2 separate regions of the Mus musculus genome follow, and region 2 is linked to region 1. Evidence: chromatin contacts called from public Hi-C data. All regions are on one chromosome and are shown on one strand. Each heading gives the region's core, a stretch centred on a gene start, on an enhancer-like site or on the middle of the called end of the contact. The rest is flanking DNA. Distances are from core to core; before and after follow the strand shown.

Region 1 (3,533 bases), core at 305-2,804:
ATGTGTGTGTGTGTGCGCGCACACACACACACACACACACACACATATGAGACCCCTTGGGGGGAGCAAGATTCACTCAGATGTTAATTTAATTAATAATATCAAAAAGTAAAGGATTTCCATTTGCACTGCAATCAGTAACTATTAGCAAAGTGCATTTTTGGTGGTCACAGCAGAAACTTGGTTTTTTTTTTTTGGGTGGGGGGGGTGTTTCGAGACAGGGTTTCTCTGTATATCCCTGGCTGTCCTGGAACACACTCTGTAGACCAGGCTGGCCTCGAACTCAGAAATCCGCCTGCTTCTGCCTCCCAAGTGCTGGGATTAAAGGCGTGCACCACCACGCCCAGCTTAGAAACTTGATTTTTGAAACAGATGTTTAATAAGTGGAAATCTAATGACAAAAAAAGTCAAGTTCTTTAAAATATTAAAAAACCAGAGATCTTCTCCTCCAAGGCAATATTCTTGGATTAACTAAGCATAAGTAAGGCAAAATGAATACCTTATTTTCCTTTGAACATTCTTCTAACAGATGAGACTGTATCCATGCTTCTGATGTTTGTGCCTCTTTTGAGAGCTGCTCATCTGAATAAAAACAAAAGTTGTATTATTCAGCAAACTGCCTCTTTGAAGTCCCGGAACACCCAGTAGTCTCCCGACTCCTCTGCAAAGCCAGAGCTAAATTCTCCAGAAGGTTCTGTTATACCATCATCTAGGTAATTAGAGACTCATACAATTAGATAACAAAAAAAAAAAAAAAACCTCCCAGAAGGTCTCTCCTCCTACACTGTCACCGCTCCGAGGATTGCGCCTCCTCCTTTCTCAAAGGCCTTCGTACCGTATCACGTTCCCATCTGGGTGTAGCTAGGGTTAGGTGAGGAAGTTAGTTTAGTTCTAAGCCTTCACTTCGTTGTCAACCGCCCCCACCATCCCGCTACTGGTTCTTTTCCTTATCCTGTTAATCGAGGCCCCCGACTAGGGTTAAGATGAAGTCCCTACTCCAGTAAACGAACTGGACTCAGGAACCCGACCAATCTCACCTCAATCTAGCCTCAAGTAACGCTTCCCCTGCGACCTGGATTTGGCTTTGGGGCCGGCCAATCAGCAACTAGCAAAGCTCAACCAGCAAGCAATAAGCCAATCGGATAAGAGGTAAGTGTCTCTCCCCTCGGAACCCCGCCCCCTAGCACGTCCTCCTCTCCGAGGCGTCTCCCGGAAGTAGTAGTGAGACTCACCAAATGACCCTTCCCCCGCCCCGTGTACCCAACGCCCCCTCCCCCCGACCCCACCTCCAGCGCGATGACCCGCGGTTGTTCTCACCGAGGCGGCGAGGGGGCGGAAGGTTCTTGGCCGAGCCTTCGAAGGCCGCTACGCCCTCTAATCTTCCCCTGAGGCGCGAAGCTCAGAGTCTGTGTTGCTGCTCGGAGTCGACCTGGCGGAGAGAAAGCTAAGAGAGGAGCGTCCGATCTCCGGCCTTCTCGCACCGCCTCGGAGAACTAAGACTGGCCACCGTCTGCAGCGACCCTGCCGGTGCGTCTGGAAACGGCGCTCCCCGGAAGCCGAGCCGCGGCGCCCGAGTTCCGCATCTGCTGTGCGCAGGTCCGGCTGTCGCGGGCTCGGGTCAAGGCACTCAGAGCCCGTGGCGGCTTCAGGACCGAAGGCGGAGGCGCCTTTCCACCCTTTGGAAATGCCAGCTCCTCTTCTCGTATTTCAGTGTCCTTTGACGAAGTCTGGAGAAAAACGCATCTGTCAAGCTGTTCGTTGCTCATTACTACCCGGGTTAACTACCCAGTTTGAAATTTTCCCTTAGTGTAGTTCACTGGGATGAGGAAACTAAATATCAAGTGCTTGTGATGAGAAAGCACTTCGAAGCTCCCAATATTAACCATTCACGTTCTTTCTCTCCCGCTATCCCTTGTCTAATTTCTTTTTTCATTATATGACACCAGATTTACCCAACCATTTCTTGTGGTCCTGGTAGGGCCCTTTCCTGACACCCCCATCAGCCAAATGGCTTAATCAGTTTAATACGCGCATACTGCTGTGATTCATAACTCTTTCCTCCCTTCTTTCATTATTGAGTGACTTTGTTTTGTTTTGAGACGGGGGCTCATATAGCCCAGGCAGGCCTTTAGCTGGTGAGCTTCTTGCCCTTCTTAGGGATGTGCTACCATGTTTGCTGGGTGCTTTGTTACCATGATGTAGCAAGCCTTAGCATCAATGAAACTACTAGAGTAAAAGGTGATACTGTCTATCAGGAGGATTCCCCTCCTCTCTCCCCATCTGTTTAATATTTAAAACATAGGAGAGTGTTACAGATTTCTCCTGTAGAAAAGTGACCCCAATTGGGGAGACCAATGGCTTTAAAGTGGGTTGGGTCTTATTTAGGGTGTCCTGCTTGGTGATTATTTTCTCTCCCTTTGAATATTGATCCAAACTGTCTATATGTCCTTTTATGTTGTTGTTCTGAGGATAAGACTTTCCTTTGAGTTTCCTTCTGGAAGTAAGGTTATTGTTGGAGTTCCTTTCCCCAACTTCATCAGGGAGCTATGTGATGGAGACAGTGGTGGGTGTATGTCTCTGTGTAGCCTGACTTTGTTTTTTTTCTAGTATCCAATTGCTTCATGATTCTCTAAAGCTTTCTTTGTATAGCTCTATTTGGGATTGTGGTGGTTTGAATAGGAATGGTCCCCGTAGATCCATGTGTTTGAATGCTTGGCCATAGTGAGTGGCACTATTAGGAGGTGTGGCTTTGTTAGAGGAAGTGTGTCACTGTGGAGGCAAGGCTTTGAGGTTTTAGATGCTCAAGCTACAGCCAGTGTGAAACATATTCAGTCTCCTCCTTGCTGTCTGTGTATGGATTAAGATGTAGAGCTCTCAGCTCCTTCTCTAGTACCATTATCTCCTGCACACTGCTATGCTTCCCACCATGATGCTAATGGACTAAACTTCTACAACTATAAGCCAGCCCCAATGAAATGCTTTCCTTTACAAGAGTTGCCTTGGTCATGGTGTCTCTTTACAACAATAGAAACTTTGACTAAGATGGGGAGATGTCTATTTTTTTTCTTACTCTGACTATGTCTTTCAGAGGCACACATCAAGCCAGCCCTCTCATCTCTCACCTTACCTTGAAGTCCCTTCCATTTCTTTTTAATACTGGAAGTGGGACTTGTGAACAGACGTTCCCCCCTCCCCTCCAGGGACATGTTAAACACTCTACAAGGCAGATTGGTTAAAAGTTCCATGATTGTGTTACAAGTCAAAGCCAAATAACCCTGGGATATCTCTCGCCATGTCCCCCCACAATAACCACTTATCACCCATGTCTGTGTGTAACCTAACGTCCTTGTGACTAGCAGGTTAGGCCTTATGGAAAGTCCCTTAGCTTCCACCAACTCAAAATAATCTAAGCAGATAGCATCTGTGGCCAGTAGCACATACTTTCCTGCTTTTACGAGATCTGCCTGCCTGTTAACACCAACCTCCACCCTCCCTCCCTCCCTCCCTCCGTCCCTCCCTCCTTCCCTTCCTTC
Region 2 (3,533 bases), core at 356-2,855, 4.3 Mb after region 1:
AGACATGGTTGGGAGGTTCCTTGTACCAAGAACACAAAACGTAGTCATGAGCTGTTAAAGGCCAGGAGGGTGTGATACTGAGCTATCTTTCAGGGGGTGAAATGTGTCAAGGCTTCTCATTATTCCACTCTAGTGAGACACCTCTCTCCTCCGACTTCCCCGGGGGAAGAAGCAATTTTTTTCTTTTCTAAGTAGAAATTACTGTGCATTTTATTGTTTGAGTGCTTTGTCTGCATGTACATCTATCTGCACGCCAGGAGAAGGCATCAGATCCCATTACAGATGGTTGTAAGTCATCATGAGGGTGCTGGAAATTGAATTGAGGACCTCTGGAAGAGCAGCCAGTGCCCTCAACTGTTCAGCTGTCTCTCTGGCCCCAATATGTTTTTTTTCCAAGACAGAGTTTCTCTGTGTAGACCAGGCTAGCCTCGAACTCATAGAGATCAGCCTGCCTCTGCCTCCCAAGTGCTGGGATTAAAGACATATGTCACCTTTGTCTCATTTTACAAGCTAACAAAACCAAATGGATTTGAATCTAAATTTAGAACGTCTACCAGGCTAGTTTTTACCCACTGGACAATGCTAAACACTTCATAGTATTGTTAGAAACGTTCAGCAAGCAGTAGTTTATTACTAGATAATATCATAGGCCTCTTCTTTGCTAAGCAGACCTACATCAAAAGTTTTAGTATTTTTTTACAATAGTGATACTTCTTGCTAAAACTAAGGATTACAGCTTACCAGACAAAATTGATACCAATAAACCAAGCAGACTTTTCTCAATCGTCTTTATTGTAGTGCTGAGTATCTAACCCAGACCCAGAGTCTCTACTATTGAGCCAGATTCCCCAACCGCAGGTCATTGTTTTTCTAATCCAAGAGGACCTTTTAACTGCTTAATCATGTTCTGGAAGCAGCAAGGCCTCTAAGATCTCTTGTTGGATCCAGTCGAGGGCTTTCTAAAGTTCAAACTACAAACCTACAGTAAGCCATGCACTGGGCTTGTTACTCAGTAAATTCAGGGGAGAGGTAATAATGTTTCAGTTTTCTAGGCCAGTTTCTGGAAAAGTCGGGAAATACGGTGATCGCATCCTAAAACCTGCAGAAAGGAGTACTAATATTGCAGGACTGCTATTTAACTGCGTGCGTGCGTGTGTGTGTGTGTGTGTGTGTGTGTATGAGAGAGAAAAGAGGGGGAGGGGGAGAAGGAGAGAGAACACTTGAGCCCAGGTCCTACCACCCGTCCTCAATAAGACAATTAAAAGCGCCAAATTAAAAGTGTAAAGCTGAAAGATTTATTTAATGTGACGACATTGAGAAGAGGGTAAAGAGATCCAAAGAATCCCTTCCAAGTCTATCTTCAGGGTTAAAGTAAACAGAACTCCAAGAACCCCGAAGATACAGAAAAAGAAAGTATAAACAAAATTTTAGGCCACAGCGGGAAACAGACACACACACATATCGTGAGGGGAAGAAAGGAATTCGGCTGGGGATGGGCGAGCACATGCTAGCCGGGAACAGGCACAGAAGGAGCTGCTCGCTGACTTCCCGGTGGCACTCGCGCCGCGTCCCCGTCGCGGGGTCATGACGTCACGGGCAGAGCGCGGGCTTTTCGCGGGAGCGGGAGCCGTGAGGCGTTGCCGTCAGTCAGCTACCGCTGCGGGAGCGGAGCGGGTCGGTGCGGCCGGGTGTGGCGGGCGTGCGCTCCGGGGTCGTGAGGCCGTGAGGGACGCGCCTGACACCCCGGAGGAGCCAGTCGACCTCCTTCACGGCCACCCGGAGCAGCTGCCCCGGTGCAGCCCGCGGCGTCCTCCCAGAGGGATCCGGCGCGTCCAGAGTCCGCGGTAGCTGCCCCGTTCTGCAGTCGCCGGATTACCTAACGTGTGTGTCTCGGCTCCCTGATTAGTCAATGTGAATAATTCTAAATAACGTTAGGTTTGTCTTGTCATTGACTCCCACCATAGCCACTTTCGGGTGCTGTGATGTATCTAGTAGCCACTTGGTTGGAAGCACAGTTATAAACTGTCCCCATCTTCATGATAAGTTCTGCTCTTGTCCCAAAAGATAGGCCTGAGGTAGGATAAGCTTCCAAGCGATTCTGGTTTTACCTGTCACAAGAAACCAGGCTTGTGCAGTGTCTGTTATTTTCTCTTTTGCAGACTTCCTTACCGAGCATCGGAGAAATACTGTAGAGAAAATGCCCGTTGAATACAAAAGGAGACCAACTTTTTGGGAAATTTTTAAGGCGAGATGCAGCACAGCAGGTATTGAGGAATTTTATAAAACCTGGTAAATTAAGTCCCATTAAAAAAATATTTTCAATAAAATAAGTCAAGGTGAATGCTTGCTTTAAAAACAAACAAAAACCCCAGCACCTGGGAGACAGAGGCAGGTGGACTTCTCTGAGTTTGAGGCCAGCCTAGTCTAAAGAGAGAGATAAAGGGCTTTATAGAGAGCCTCTGTCTCAGAAAAACAAACAAAAAATTACTTGAGCTAGGTTATAATCCTATGGAAGCTGAGGCAGAAAACTGAGCCAGGTGGATTAAATGAGTTCAAGGCCAACTTGGGCTACATAGGGAATTCCTGGATGTCAGGAGCAACAGAGCTTAGACCTAATTAAAAACAAAACACAAAAGAGGGATGAAAGTGACCCTGGTCTCTGCATTTGTTCCTCAGCATCAATTTAGCAGGCATTAGCTGATTCCTGTAATCTCACCTTTGGGAGGTAGAGGCAGGAGGATCAGGAGTTGAAGGTGATTTGTGCTGTAAACAGGTCGTGGAGTCAGATCCAGTTAACATAATCTTTTCCTGGTCAATCAGATGATGTAGAATACCTAAACTGATGGGGAACTAACTCTTTGACTTCCAGTGGAAAGAACTGTTTTGAAAGGGCTACGAGCAAATCAGAAGCATTGGTGATGCTAGTGATGAACACTTTTCAAACCTTTTATGACTTATTTTGTTTTGAGCTGTATGAGTGTGTTTGTGTATTTGCTCTGTGTGTGTCGGTGCCTACAGAAGTCAGAAGAGGACATCAGGTCCCCTGGAGCTGGAGTTGCAGGTTGGTTGTGGGCTGTGATGTAGATGCTAGACTGAGTTTGGGTCTTCTGCAAGAGCTTCTTAACCCAAGAGCTTCTTAACCACTGAGTCATTTCTCCAACCCTAGCTTTCTCTGTTAAATGACATCGTCTTGCTCCGTAACCATGACTGATTTACGATTTGCTATGTAGATCAGGCTGGTTTCAAACTTGCAGTGACCTTCCTGAGTGCTGGGATTGCAGTGTGAACAGCCACACCAGGCTCTGAATTAGATATCATAAATAAATATTGACAGTGCATGAAAAAGATCACATCCATTAATATTACAACTGATCTGATAAGTTTTTGAAGTCTGGAAGAAGTCAGCTACTGTTAGTTCTCTAGAAATTGTTAATTTCATTTTGAAAGCTCACATCTCATCATTAGCAACACACTTTTGTCTTTACTATAAAAGCCCACTTCATTCTAGAGAAAATGCCTGCCAAACTTCTGTC

The links. A called contact is a pair of places that touch in the nucleus more often than the background predicts.
Region 2: a contact with region 1 is called in a Hi-C map of B cells, with 7 read pairs. The contact joins the promoter of Brca2 here to the promoter of Rnf6 in region 1. A contact is called at or near these places in 1 of 39 promoter capture datasets (cranial neural crest) and 1 of 484 Hi-C or Micro-C datasets (B cells).

Annotation. Positions count from the first base shown.
Region 1 is chr5:146,219,903-146,223,435 of GRCm38.p6, forward strand. It overlaps Rnf6 (ring finger protein (C3H2C3 type) 6), which reads right to left and starts at 1,555. Exons shown (of 5, transcript NM_028774.3): 1 at 1,318-1,555; 2 at 500-582.
Region 2 is chr5:150,521,016-150,524,548 of GRCm38.p6, forward strand. It overlaps Brca2 (breast cancer 2, early onset), which reads left to right and starts at 1,606. Exons shown (of 27, transcript NM_009765.3): 1 at 1,606-1,881; 2 at 2,160-2,264. The coding sequence starts at 2,198.